Linked DNA regions of Muntiacus reevesi: region 2 is linked to region 1. Evidence: chromatin contacts called from public Hi-C data. All regions are on one chromosome and are shown on one strand. The core of a region is the stretch at or near the end of the contact, and the rest is flanking DNA. Distances in the headings are between cores, read along the strand shown.

What was found. A called contact is a pair of places that touch in the nucleus more often than the background predicts.
Region 2: a Hi-C map of muscle shows a contact between it and region 1, with 4 times the contacts expected there. The contact joins the promoter of PPP2R1A here to the promoter of ZNF614 in region 1. A contact is called at or near these places in 2 of 3 Hi-C or Micro-C datasets (blood and muscle).

What each region holds. Positions count from the first base shown.
Region 1 is chr2:271,772,113-271,778,825 of mMunRee1.1, reverse strand. It overlaps ZNF614 (zinc finger protein 614), which reads right to left and starts at 2,217. Exons shown (of 5, transcript XM_065926573.1): 1 at 2,068-2,217. It also overlaps a transcript of LOC136161576 not described here.
Region 2 is chr2:271,957,521-271,964,228 of mMunRee1.1, reverse strand. PPP2R1A (protein phosphatase 2 scaffold subunit Aalpha) reads right to left here and starts at 3,253. Exons shown (of 15, transcript XM_065926680.1): 1 at 3,053-3,253. The coding sequence starts at 3,130.

The sequences.
Region 1 (6,713 bases), core at 968-3,467:
CGCTAGGCTGGAGGAAGCACAAGCTGGAATCAAGATTGCCGGGAGAAATATCAATAACCTCAGATATGTAGATGACACCAATCTTATGGTAGAAAGCAAAGAACTAAAGAGCCTCTTGATGAAAGTGAAAGAGGAGAGTGAAAAAGTTGGCTTAAAGCTCAACATTCAGAAAACAAAGATCATGGCATCCAGTACCATCACTTCATGGCAAATAGATGGGGAAACAGTGGCTGACTTTATTTTTGGGGCTCCAAAATCACTGCAGATGGTGACTGCAGCCATGAAATTAAAAGACACTTACTCCTTGGAAGAAAAGTTATGACCAACCTAGACAACATATTTAAAAGCAGAGACATTACTTTGCCAACAAAGGTCTGTCTAGTCAAGGCTATGGTTTTTCCAGTAGTTATGTATGGATGTGAATTGGACTATAAAGAAAGCTGAGCACGGAGGAATTAATTGTTTTGAGCTGTGCTGCTGGAGAAGACTCTTGAGAGTCCCTTGGATTCAACCCGTTTATCCTAGAGGAAATCAGCCCTGAATATTCATTGGAAGGACTGATGCTAAAGCTGAAACTCCATTGCTTTGGCCACCTGATGCAAAGAACTGACTCATCTGAAAAGACCTTGATGCCGGGAAAGATAGAAGGCAAGAGGAGAAGGGGACAACAGAGGATGAGATGGTTGGATGGCATCACCGACTCAATGGACACGAGTTTGAGTAAACTCTGGGAGTTGGTGATGGACAGGAAGGCCTGGCGTGCTGCAGTCCATGGGGTCACAAAGAGTTGGACACGACTGTGCAACTGAACTGAATTGAATGCTGATGAAACAAGTTAGAATGAAAATGAATGTACACTGTATGATTCAATTTACATAAATGTTTTTAAAATTATAAAGTAACCTATTGTAATGTAGAATAGATTGGTGGTTGAATAGATTGGTGGTTGCTTGGGGAGGTGTGCGGAATATGACAGGCAGAGATTAAAAAGGAACACGATGAAACTTCTCAACGTGACAGGTATGTTCACTGTCTTCAAGGCGTTGATACTTTCATGAGTATATAGGAGTGGAAACTTGAGTGTACAGAGATCAAGGAAAATTTCTGGGGTGACAGAAATGTTTTAAAATTGAACTGTGCAACTCTAGAAATTCAAAGTACTGAAATGTATATTTATACTTGGTGAATTTTGCAGCAAATAATACTACAATAAAAAAAGACTTCCTTTACTACAGTAAAAAAACCCCCAAACCAACCAAACAAAAAAGAACCCATCAACTGAAATTTCCAAAAAAGGTCAAGGAAAAGTGTTCACCAAGAAATAAAAGTAGCCAGAAATCTCGGGGGGGGGGGGGGGGGAGAAAAAAAAGGCGCCATAAATTTTTAAGTGGAGTGGTAGAATCAGAAAGTAATCAGAAAGTCAAAATGGGTTAATGAAAGTATAATCGAATATTTTTGAATACTTATGTCAAAACTACCTCCATTCCAGACACCATGCCAGTGGTTCACCAACCTGAGTTGACACTACTGGAACTATTTTTAAAAAGTATAAATATTTCAGATGCAAATGTGTTGAGAACAGAGAAATTAAGTGATACAGTCACCCATCATGCTTACACAGATAATCTCAAATGTTTAAAAAAAATCTTTGGTATATTAACCGCCTATTAAAAAATTCGCACTGCAGAACAGAATATAGGGTAAGGGAGAAGCTTTTGAGTAAGAATGACTCTAAGCGGAAATATCCAAAAGAAGTATAGTAAACTTCGGGACAAGAGGAACGGAAACTATATTAAACTACATTAAAAACTGTAAATTTATAACTAGATCAACCACACTGAATTTTGTGAGGATGGTGAGAACAGTGGTGATGCGGGGAGCCAAAGTTTTTAGTAGAGACCTTGAGGACTTACTAGGAGAGGATTGTACTCGAATTAACTGGAGAAATGCAGCCTTCAGGTCTGTTTCCGGCATTCGATCCCGAGCCTGCGGATTCTCCAAGGACCCCAGACCTCCTCAAATACTGAGAGCCCCCACCAGGCCGTCTAAATGCCAGATTAAACTCACCTGATCCCAAACCCGCTCAGACACCACTGGCAGCAACAGAATGCTGCAGCCCACTTTCTCTACCGACGCCTTTCACAGTCCTTCAGGAGGTAGACCTTCAGGTTCAGATTATCAGCCGACGACCTTGGAGCGCTGCCGGATTTCCGGATTCCGTCAGCGGACTCCGCTTTATGACGTAACATGGCCACACCCACCTTGGCGTTTCTGACGAGACAGGCCGTAACGGCTGTGGAAAGAAGTTGAAATCATTCCTCTCACCCTAAATGCTTTTCCCTCCTGGTTGCAAGGAATGACCAACCATTCTGTACTAACTGCGTTAAGATTTCAGAGGTCAATGCCCTTCCAAGGTCAAGTGGCGAGTTCAGCCGGCTGAGGAAAAAAGAAAGATGGTGGCGAACCTTTGTGAACTTTAGAGCTGGTCCCCGAAGGGCGCGGCCATGATAGAGGGCAGGTGTCCGTACGACGGAAAGGGCACAGGCTCCCGGTGACTTGGGAAGATTAAAATCTAATAGAAGCCGAGACCTCTCTGTGGAGAGGCACCGGCCACTGAGTTGACAAAAGTAGTGGTCACTTATAATCTTAGGTTTGTGGAGAAAGCAGTTAAATGTGGAGTGGGTAAGGGCTTATGTAGTTTAGAAGAACTAACAGCTTTTGTAGAGGTATGCATGCAAAGTCACTTCAGTAGTGTCCGACTCTTTGCGATCCCACGGGCTGTAGCCCGCCAGGTTCTTTTATACATGAGATTCTCCAAGCAAGAATACTGGAGTGGCTTGCCATGCCCTTCTGCGGGGGAATCTTTCGGACCTAGGGATCGAAGCTTGGGCATCTGCATTGCAAGCAGGTTGCTTATCTATAGTTCAGTTCAGTGGCTCAGCCGGTCCGCATTTTTGCCACCGGCTAAACCAGAATAGCTAGAGGTATATCGCGATTAAAAAAAAAAAAAAAAAAAAAAAAAAAAAAAAAAAAACTAAGATCCGCGTGGGATGGACACATAGCGACATCTAGTGGGTAAGAGGATGAGGTGAAAATGTGTGAACTGTATGTTTTCAAAAGTAAATAGTGACTGTGGGGCATTTGAGGATGTAAAATTATGAGATAATGCAATTATCATGATTGGCATAGTTCACACATGAAAAAAATGCTTTAAAATGTTATTTTTATGTAGGCATGGGAAGTGTAGTTCTAGAGGGTCTAAAGATGATTTTTAGAAGGCAACCTAGATCCAATTTAAATTTTTCATTCTTTGACCCAGCAATTCTAATTCCAACGATATATTTGGTAAAAAGTTTTATTAACCACAGAGGCTTTCATAATAAACAAAGGAAAAGCCTAAGTGTACAGTAATAGATGCTTTGGTAAATTATGGGCTATCCACTCAGTATAACAGTATATAACATTTAAAGATTGTTAGTATAAATAAGGAAAATGGTTTTTCCAGTAGTCATGTATGGATGTGAGAGTTGGACTATAAAGAAAGCTGAGCATGGAAGAATTGATGCTTTTGAACTGTGGTGTTGAAGACTCTTGAGAGTCCCTTGGATTGCAAGGAGATCCAACCAGACCATCCTAAAGGAAATCAGTCCTGAATATTCATTGGAATGACTAATGCTGAAGCTGAAACTCGAATACTTTGGCCACCTGATGCAAAGAACTGACTCATTTGAAAAGACCCTGATGCTGGGAAAGATTGAAGGCAGGAGGAGAAGGGGACAACAGAGGATGAGATGATTGGATGTCACCACTGACTCAATGGACACGAGTTTGAGTAAACTCTGAGAGTTGGTGATGGACAGGGAGGCCTGGCTTGCTGCAGTCCTTGGGGTTGCAAACAGTTGGACACACCTGAGCAACTGAACTGAACTGAAGTATTCTTCAGAAGATAAAAAGCATCTGCAGGATAGTGTATATATTTTGATCCTTTTATGAGAACAAACCATAAATGTTTGTCTTGAAAATTCTGATTGGTTAACTATTTAGCTTGGATTACTTTGTGCTTATGAGTAGAGAATATAAGTTTTCACATTCCCAGTTTTTGCAATTCTTCATTGTTAATATCTTTGTATAGTAATTATATTTTACTTTATTATGAAAACATGTCCATTTTAGAAAAGTTTTAGAATACTGAATGATGTAGATGTTCATAATATAGTAAATATAGACTTGTCTCATTTTTCTTTTGTAAAAAATATACTTACCTGCATTTGAAATTTGGAGAATGTATTGTTAATGGTATTTTGCTCTTAGGTATAATATGGGTGATAAAATTTGTTTACATGTGCTTTTTAATTTTTATACATTAAGAATTTGTTTTAATAATAGTATTACATTCCCTTCAGAGATTAAATTCCAGCCCTATTCACCTGAGATGTCAAACTCTGAAAGGTGAGTTGAGCATGTGGTCCAGAGAACTCAGGGCAGCCCATTCTGTGACCCTGACTGATCAGTTTCAGGAATGAGCTGCTCTGACCCTGCCATGGCAGCATCCGCAGGTTCACAGAAGGACAAGGAGAAAGCATCTGAGGACCTGGTGGGTGGGGCCCTCATGTCTGATTCTTTGTTGTAGAATATCTGCCCAGAATCCATCCTCTGACAATGTGGGGTGGGAGTGGCTGCACTAATCTGGGATTTAGGGCAGAGCTGTTCAAATTTAAGTATAGATCAGAAAGGTCATTTTAGAAACCCAGAGTCTGGGGTCCCCAGTCTCACAGGTTCTGGTTTGGGTCTGCAGTGTGACTCAAGAGCTTGCATCTTTGACAAGCCTCTCAGAGAATCCTGAGGCAGGAAGCCCAGAGAAAACACTTAGAAACACATCTAGGGTGTTCTTGGCTCACAACAGATCTTGTTGGCTCCCCCTGGTACATTTAGATGTTGATTCAAATTACATTTGCCCACAAGAGCCTTCCTTGGAAACCCTTTCTAAAATAGCTTCCCCATGACAGCATATGTACTAGGTTTAATATTTCTCCAAAACATTGATCAGAACTGATATTCTGATGTGTATTTACTCAGTCACCTTCACTAGACTGTATGCTCCATGAAGGCCGTGGCTTTGCCTGTTTTATTCACTGATGAGTCTCCAGTGACTAAAACAGTGTCTGGCCAAATGTAGATGCTTAACAAATATTTTTAAAGGAATGAATTACTTACCATGCAGTTGGATACTGAATACTGCCACAATACTGTATGGCAAATGTCCTTTTCTTTTTCCCCTAAAAGCAACACTCATCATTTGTAAACTGGGTTAAATATCCTTATTATATCAAAGAAATTAACTCTGGATAAAGACAAGAGAAGAGATCTATTGCTTGGAAAACTAAGAATTTGTTACAAGCAGGCCTGCCCTAAAAGAATTGATAAAGGAGACTGACAAAAAGAAAATAACAGAAGGAAACATGTGACATCAGGAATGAAGGAAAAGGAATGGAAAGGGTAAACAGATCATCAAATATAATAGGTTAGTCTCCTTTTGAGTTTTTTAAAATTACATTGGGTGGTTGAAAGCAGACATGACAACTTTACCTGATATGGTTCTCAATGTAGGTAGAAGTGTTGAGATATTCACTGTTAGGGAATTGTAAATTAAGGCCATCATTATCTACTACCACATACTTGACAGGATGGCTGGAATCAAGTATGATAGTGCCAACTGCTACAAAAGACATGGAACATCCGGGGTGTTCATACACTACTGGTGAGAATGTAAATTAGTACAGCCACTCTAGAAAAATTTGGCAGTCTCTTATAAAGTTAAACACAAATGTAACATATGACTGCTGGGTATTTACCCCAAAGGAACAAATACTTCCTTTCCCATAAAGTTGGGTCCACAAATGTTCATAGGGTTTTATTCAAAACAATGAAACACTGGAAAACAACCCAGACATCTGTCAACAGTAAACAGATAAGTCATTGTACAGCCATACAAAAGAATACTATTAACAAGTAAAACTATTTATACACCAAAAAATTTGGATGGATCTTAACAGCAATCTGCTGAGTGAAACGAAGCCTATCTCAAAGGCTACACACTGTATGATTCCATTTTAACAGCATTGTTGAAATAACCAAGTTGGAGTGATGGAGTCTGACCAGTGGTCACCATGGTCAGGGGTGGGGGAAGTGTGTTACCACAGAGAGGTAGCAGGAAGATGCTTCTTTATGTTGGCACAATTCTGCACCAATTGTGGTGGGCTTTACAGAAATCCTATGTATAAGATAAAATTTCTTAAAAATATATACTAAAAACAAAAAACTTCATACAAATTAGTACATGCAAAAACCTACTAAAATCCAAATAAGATCCAGTTTACTTAACAGCACTGCATCAATGCCATTTTATTGGGTTTGATGATGTATTATGGTTATGTAACATAACATCACTGAAGAAACTGAGTAAGGGTATGTGGGAACTTGGTATATTTTGTAATTACTTGGGAGTCTAAAACTATTTCAAAATGAATTTTAGAAAAATCATTTTTAAAGTGTTTGTAAACTACCTAATGCTACTTTTAAACTTAGATAAATACATCCAGTTATGTTGGATTACATTTATGAATATATTCCTTTCTATTTTGAAATACACTGTAGACAGAGCTGAATTTAGAACCTAAGAAATGCAAGAGTGAAACATATAATAATACAAGGTG
Region 2 (6,708 bases), core at 2,004-4,503, 180 kb before region 1:
AGTCCCTTGGCCTGCAAGGAGATCCAATCACTCTATCCTAAAGGAAATCAGTCCTTAATATTCACTGGAAGGACTGATGCTGAAGCTGAAACTCCAATACTTTGGCCAACTGATGGGAAGAACTGACTCACTGGAAAAGACCCTGATGCTGGGAAAGATTGAAGGCAGGAGGAGAAGGGGACAACAGAGGATGAGATGGTTGGATGGCATCACTGACAAAATGGACATGAGTCTGAGGAATCTCTGGGAGTTGGTGATGGACAGGGAGGCTTGACATGCTGCAGTCCATGGGGTCACAAAGAGTCGGACATGACTGAGTGACTGAATTGAACTGATGTATGATAATGGCAATGTGGTTATTAAAATGCCCATGGTTTTAGGATCCCTAGTGGTCCACAGGTTAAGACTCCATGCTTCCAATGCAGGGGGCACCCTGCAGTCTGATCCCTTGTACGGGAACAAATATCCCACATGCTGTGCCACACAGCCAAATAAAAAAAGTCCATGGTTTTAGAGGTGCAAAATGAAGTATGTAGGAGAAAGTATCTGGGGCGTGGGTTTTATTTTTAAAATACTTCAGGGAAAAAAAAAGTGTGTGGGGGGGGGAGAAACAGGTGAAAAAACATGACAAAATTTTTTTTAAAAACTGGATTTGGTACTATTTTCTCTGTGGCGTGAGATCTGACAATGAAAAATCATTTACTGGAAAAAAACCCAGCACCTATCTCAGATGTCTTCTGTGAGGACTCAACAAACACACATAAAGCACTTAGCAGGCTGGCATACAGCAGGGTTCCTCAGCCTTGGCACCACCTCTGGGGCTGGGCCATCCCTTGTGAAGGGATGGCCTGGGCAGTGCATGATGTTGGGGAGCTTCCCCCACCACCAGTCGTGACAACCTGTTAAGACCCATTGCTCTATAGTAACCATTAAGAGAACAGTTTTTAAATGTCTGAAGCACCTCACCTTTGAGAAATGAAGCTCTCATCTTACAACCAGCAGACTAAATTTAATGAAAACTTAAAACATGTCGTGCACTGTTCTAAGCAGTTTCCGTGTACTAACCTATTTAATCCTTGAAACATCCCTATGAAGTGCTAAGTATTACTTTGGGGGGGGGGGGGGAGTCTCCACTGCACGGCTTGCAGGACCCTAATTCCCCAACCACAGACTGAACTCTGAGCCCAATGCAGTGAAAGTGCCGAGTTCCAGACACTGGACCGCCAGGGAATTCCCTTTTCCCACTTCATAGGTGAGAAAACTGAAGCAGACAGTCTAAGTAACACAGAAACCTGGCTTCTCCACCAGTGGACCACATTTTAAGAAATGTGGTGCCCCAAACACCCCTGAGACAATGCAACCCAGCCACTGTTTCTTACTGGCTAAGGAAGCAATTTCTTTGAACCTCACTTTCCAAAGAGAAAACCATAAACTGCTATGACAACTGAATGAGGTCATCACTGAATGCCTTCTCTGAGGCAGCCACTTAAGGGGCCAATTCCACTGCAACCTCCCAACCAGGTAGGTGCTGCTTCCTCCTCACTCATCACTATTCCTTACAGATGAGGAATCTGGACCCAGAACAGGCAAGGCACTAACTGGTCCAGGGCACACAGGGAGCGCTAGGATTCAAAGCTCAGTCATCCTGACTCCTCCTCCTCCATCACTCACCACACGGCATCAAAACCACCAGATACCCCTAATCCTGCCAATGCTGGTGCTGCTCTGCAGTGGCATCCAGATAGGGCTCTCTGATCCTGCCTGGCCCCTATTCGAGGGTGAGAAGTCACAGCATGTCATTCCTCTAAGCAAAGCCTGGCACTGGCTCCTCCACCTCACCAAAGTCTTTGCCTTGCTGGTCCACAGGCCTCACTTGATCTAGCTCTGGATTAATCCTCATCTGCCACCACTTCGACATTCACTGTGCAGCCACCACGCTGGCCTTGCTGTTCTGACTCCCAAACTACGGTCATAAGAGCCCAAACCACTGAGGCTGGGCCAGTGTAACTCGCGCAATTTTATAAACGGGGAAATTGAGGCCCATAGGGAGGATCGAAACTTTTCAATCACCACTCCCCACAATTACAGCTAACATTTATTCGGCCCTTACAACAGACCGGGCGCCGTTCTATATGACTCGTATTATTAACTCGTTCAGCCCCTTACAACCTACCAATGAGACAGGACTATTATTAGACCAGTTTACGGAAAACAAAGGCCCAGATCGGTGAAGTAATCGGCCCAAGGTCATTCGGATGAGAGGCAGGGCTGGGATAGGCAAACCCTAGAACCCTACCTCTTCTCAACCCTTCGCCTGCTGGGTTCAGATATCTGAGACCCCCGCTCCCACACATTAGAAATGTTAGTCCGTTTAGTACACTGCCCACCCTCCACTCAACGGGAGGATCCCGGAAAGGGGGCTAGTTTTCACCTCGTAATTCGTACCTGAATTTGGCCAGTTCCCGCTTTGGGAGGGAGCTTTTCGCCCCCTTCCCCTTCGGGGGTCTACACCAAAACTGGAGAGAGTGGGCGGGCAGGAATTGGAAAGTCAGTCTTCACGTCTCAGTCTCCATTTGGAAAGTTTATCCCACAGCGCAGCCTTAGCCGCTGAAACCTTGAAGGGTGAAAACTACCCGGACCCCCACCAAGCAGGCGGCCCCTCCCCCACTCAGAGCAAGTCACGCGCCCACCCCATCCCCAAGGCGCCATTCAAGGGCTGCTGCCGCCAATCACCGAGCCGTTCCTTCCCCTCTCACCCAACCCAATCGGTCGACCCTCTCCAGAGCCGCGGCCTCGTAGGCCCGGGGCCCCGCGCGCACTTGGCAGGCCCGGGACCCTCCAAGCTCGCCTTCGCGCCCGCCCTCCGCTGGGCCGACACCCAATCCCGGGCGCCGTCTCATCGAGTCCGGGGACCATAACAGATGAAAACGGAACGCTGATTGGCCGCCGCCCCTTCCGCCACTCCCAGCGAACACTGAACCTTGTCCGCGAGGGACGCCCGTGCCCCCAGGTCCCCTTTCCCTTCTTCCTCAAGTTCCCGTTGCTTCCGGACCTGAACATCCTCGTTGCGGAGCTCGTCTATGAGGACCGCGATGGGGTAGAGCGAGTCGTCGCCGTCCGCCGCCGCCATCTTGGGCCCGTCCCGTTCCTGTCAAGACTGCGGCCAGCGCCGTGCTAAAACCGGGATAGGGAGGGGTTGGGCTGGGAGGAGGAAAGAAAGGCGTGGGGACGCCCGAGCCACTTTACAGGGGCTACCCCACATTCATTGGCCGCGATACTCCGGGCCGAGCCTGCGTTTCTTTGGTCCGAACAAATAAGGTCCCGCCTACCGCCCATTTGCCATTGGCCGAAGGGACGAGATTAAGTTTGCCGGAGCCTAGGAGAGGGGGAGGAGGAAACGGAAGTACGTGGTATCTTAGCGACCAAGATTGGGCCCGCCTAGGTCGCCGCTAACATCGGCCTAGACGAGTGGTTGTTTCTAGCCAATGAAGAGCAAGATTGGGAGGTGGCTAAGCCAGTGCCTCTCCGAGTTCTTCTGCGCCTGCGTTGCTAGGAATGCATGACGTCATTGGCAGGGCTACCAGAACTATCTGCAGGTTTTGGTTTGGGAGGTAGTAGTTCCTCTTGCTGGCAAGCGGACTCCTGAACTTTTGTGGGAAAGGAGGAGAGAGTGGGTCTTTGATTTATGCCTTGTTTTGCTGAGGCCCCGAGAAGGGTGGCGACTTGCCTTACTCTGGGTAAAACCCAACGCCCCTCAGGCGTGGATCTGATTCCTGAACGCCTGCCTCCCACCTCCCCTTTTTACTCTTCAGCAGTTTTGGAAAATTAACTGCTTGAGCACGTCATGCTTTTTCATGCCAACAAGCCTTTGCCCAAACTGTACGTTCTATCTGGGAAGCAGTTCCTATTAAATCGTCAGATCTCTACCTATATCCTCTTCCCGTCCTCTCTTCAGTCTTGGCCAAGCACCCAGAGCCACGTAATCAGTCAATCTCTCTCCCTCCCTCCCTCTCTCTCAAAATTCGTATCCCTTAGCTGAATCTGCTAAAGACCCACTCCAGTTAGGAAACTGCTCCTTATAAAAGGGAGCGGGGGTTGAGCCAGGGAGACGTTGCATATTTCAGTCTTTTCCTCCTTATTCCCAGTTCAGTTCAGTCGCTCAGTCGTGTCCGACTCTTTGCGACCCCATGAACCGCAGCACGCCAGGCCTCCCTGTCCATCACCAACTGCTAGAGTCTACCTAAACCCATATCCGTTGAGTCGGTGATGCCATCCAACCATCTCATCCTCTGTTGTCCTCTTCTCCTCCCCTCAATCTTTGCCAGCATGAGGGTCTTTTCAAATGAGTCACCTCTTCGCATCAGGTGGCCAAAGTATTGGAGTTTCAGCTTCAACATCTTATTCCCAGGATCTTCCCCCAACCCCTACTCTGCCAACTCGTGGAGGCTATAAATCTCCTTAGCTAAGGATGCGCTTTAAATATCTTATAATTTTGTCAGTTACACCTCAACAAAGCTCCCCCCCACCAGAGTCCCAAGTGTGCCATGCAGAGACAGCCTCTGCAGCTCATAGATGCAGTCAGCAGCTTGATTCTGGTCAGACTCTTCACAGAAAAGACCCTGACCAAAGGTAGTTCAGCCAGTGACCCAAACAGTTCTCTCAGCACAACAGCTTGTTTCCACAGCTCACATCCTAAAAGAGGGATGTCCAAGGCACACTAAACGCTGTGTGCCACCTGGACACGCTGGCAATTGTTCAGGTGTCTGACCACGTCTGTTTTCTGTTTCTGCACAGCTGGCGCTAATACTGCAGAACCACAGCGGCCCAGGGAGCACCGTTAGGTTTCAGCTTGCCTAAAGCATCCGTGTATGTCAGACCATGCATTTAGGGAGGGCTCGAGGACTGAGGATTGGAAGTGCCATTGGCTTTGGCAATAGTGTAGAGCTGAAAATTTCCCCCAAAGGGATAGATGCCACTTATTCCTATAAAGCCAGGATGCTGCTGGAGCCAGTCTGGGTTCATTCTCGAATAAATGATTCCCGTAAGATGCAGGACTTTGGGGGCCCTTTGTACCTTGGTGGCAGTGGAGTCCAAGTTGATTCATCCCCAAATTTGGAATATCAAGCCCGAGAATCGCAAGGCTTCTACAGATCAGGCTTCAGTTTTGAGGTGCATTTATTGGCAAGCTAATTACTGCTGTTTATAAGCAGTGCACCTGTTGGTATTGTCAGAGTGGCCCTGAGTTCATAAAGCAGTGGGGACTTTTAAGTGGAGGCTGCATCCCTTTGCCAGAGGTATTAACTGACAAAATCATTAGGACATTGTCTCCCATGTCCCAGGAGTGTAGTGAGTTTTGGGCCTCATTTGGCTAATGGGGAGTCCAAGAAACAATAGTTTTTCTTTTCACTGATGGAACGATTGAGCATGGTAATCTGCCCAAAGAATCCCATTAAACTTTCACTGGAAAATAGGATTTGAATTTGGTCAGGTTATATCAGCTACCCCAACTGGCAGAGATGTGATGACAAGTTAGACAAGGCTATGGAGGCTGGGGCCTCTAACTTGCCAACAAAGAGAATATAATTTATATAATGAAAACTTTGTACATCAGATGTTAGTGGCGCTTGACCAAAATCCTCACCACTTGCTGGAGGCAAGTAAAAAGGTAATGTGTATCACTAACACTTGTCTACCTGCATCTCCCCCTACTGGAACAGTCACCTCTGTGGGATGTGGAAACACAAGCATATCACACAATTTCTGATATGTTCTGATGCAGGATGCTGAATTTTTCCAAAGGATCCTGTTACGGTCTGTTTGTGTGCGCTCAAAATTCATATTCAAAATTTAAAATTCCACTGAAACTCAACTCCCAAGGTTATGGTATTAAGAGATGGAGCCTTGGAAAGAGATTAGGTCATGAATGGGATTATAATGACCTTTCAAAAGAGGCCTGAACGAGCTCTCTTGCCCTCTTCTGCCTTGTAAAGATACAGCCAGAAGTCTGCAGCCCAGAAGAGGGCCCTCACCTGACCATGCTGTCATCCAGATCTCAGACTCAGCCTTGTGAATTGAGAGAAATAAATTGATGTTTATGAACCACCCGCTGTCTGGAATTTCATTACAGCAGCCCAAACAGACTGAGATAGGCCCCCAACTACCTCATCTATTTAGCTTCCCTCTGCTTTTGTGATAATACATGAAGGCTGCTTGTTGTGTTGGTTCAGTCACTACCCCATCCTCATTTCAAAAATTGTCAAGAAATGTAAAGGGTGTAAGGTTTTATCCCATTTGCAAACCAAGTTACCTTGCCAGTTTCATGGATGCTGGCATGAGACGTGAGACGCCTCGAACTGAGACAGAAGCCATTATTATGTGTGGCACAACAGGCAGCAAGAGCTTCAAGTTCATACCTGGTCCCTTTTGTTCCCACAAGCCCCACAGGGGTTGTGCAAAGAAGTCCAGGGGGATGCCACACCCATAGCAGGGGTCTGTGTCACAGATGGAGACCATTATGCTTAAGAAATCCTAATCTTCCAGTGTGGATCGTAAGTACATCTATCAAACTCTTCTTCCAAGGAAGACATTTTGTTTATTATATTAGTTAGATAATGAATCTGCCCTTGTGCCCAAGACAGACACTACTGCCATATTCCAAGGAGGTTATATAAAAATCCTTTCAAAGTAGTCCAGAACAGAAGCTGGTAT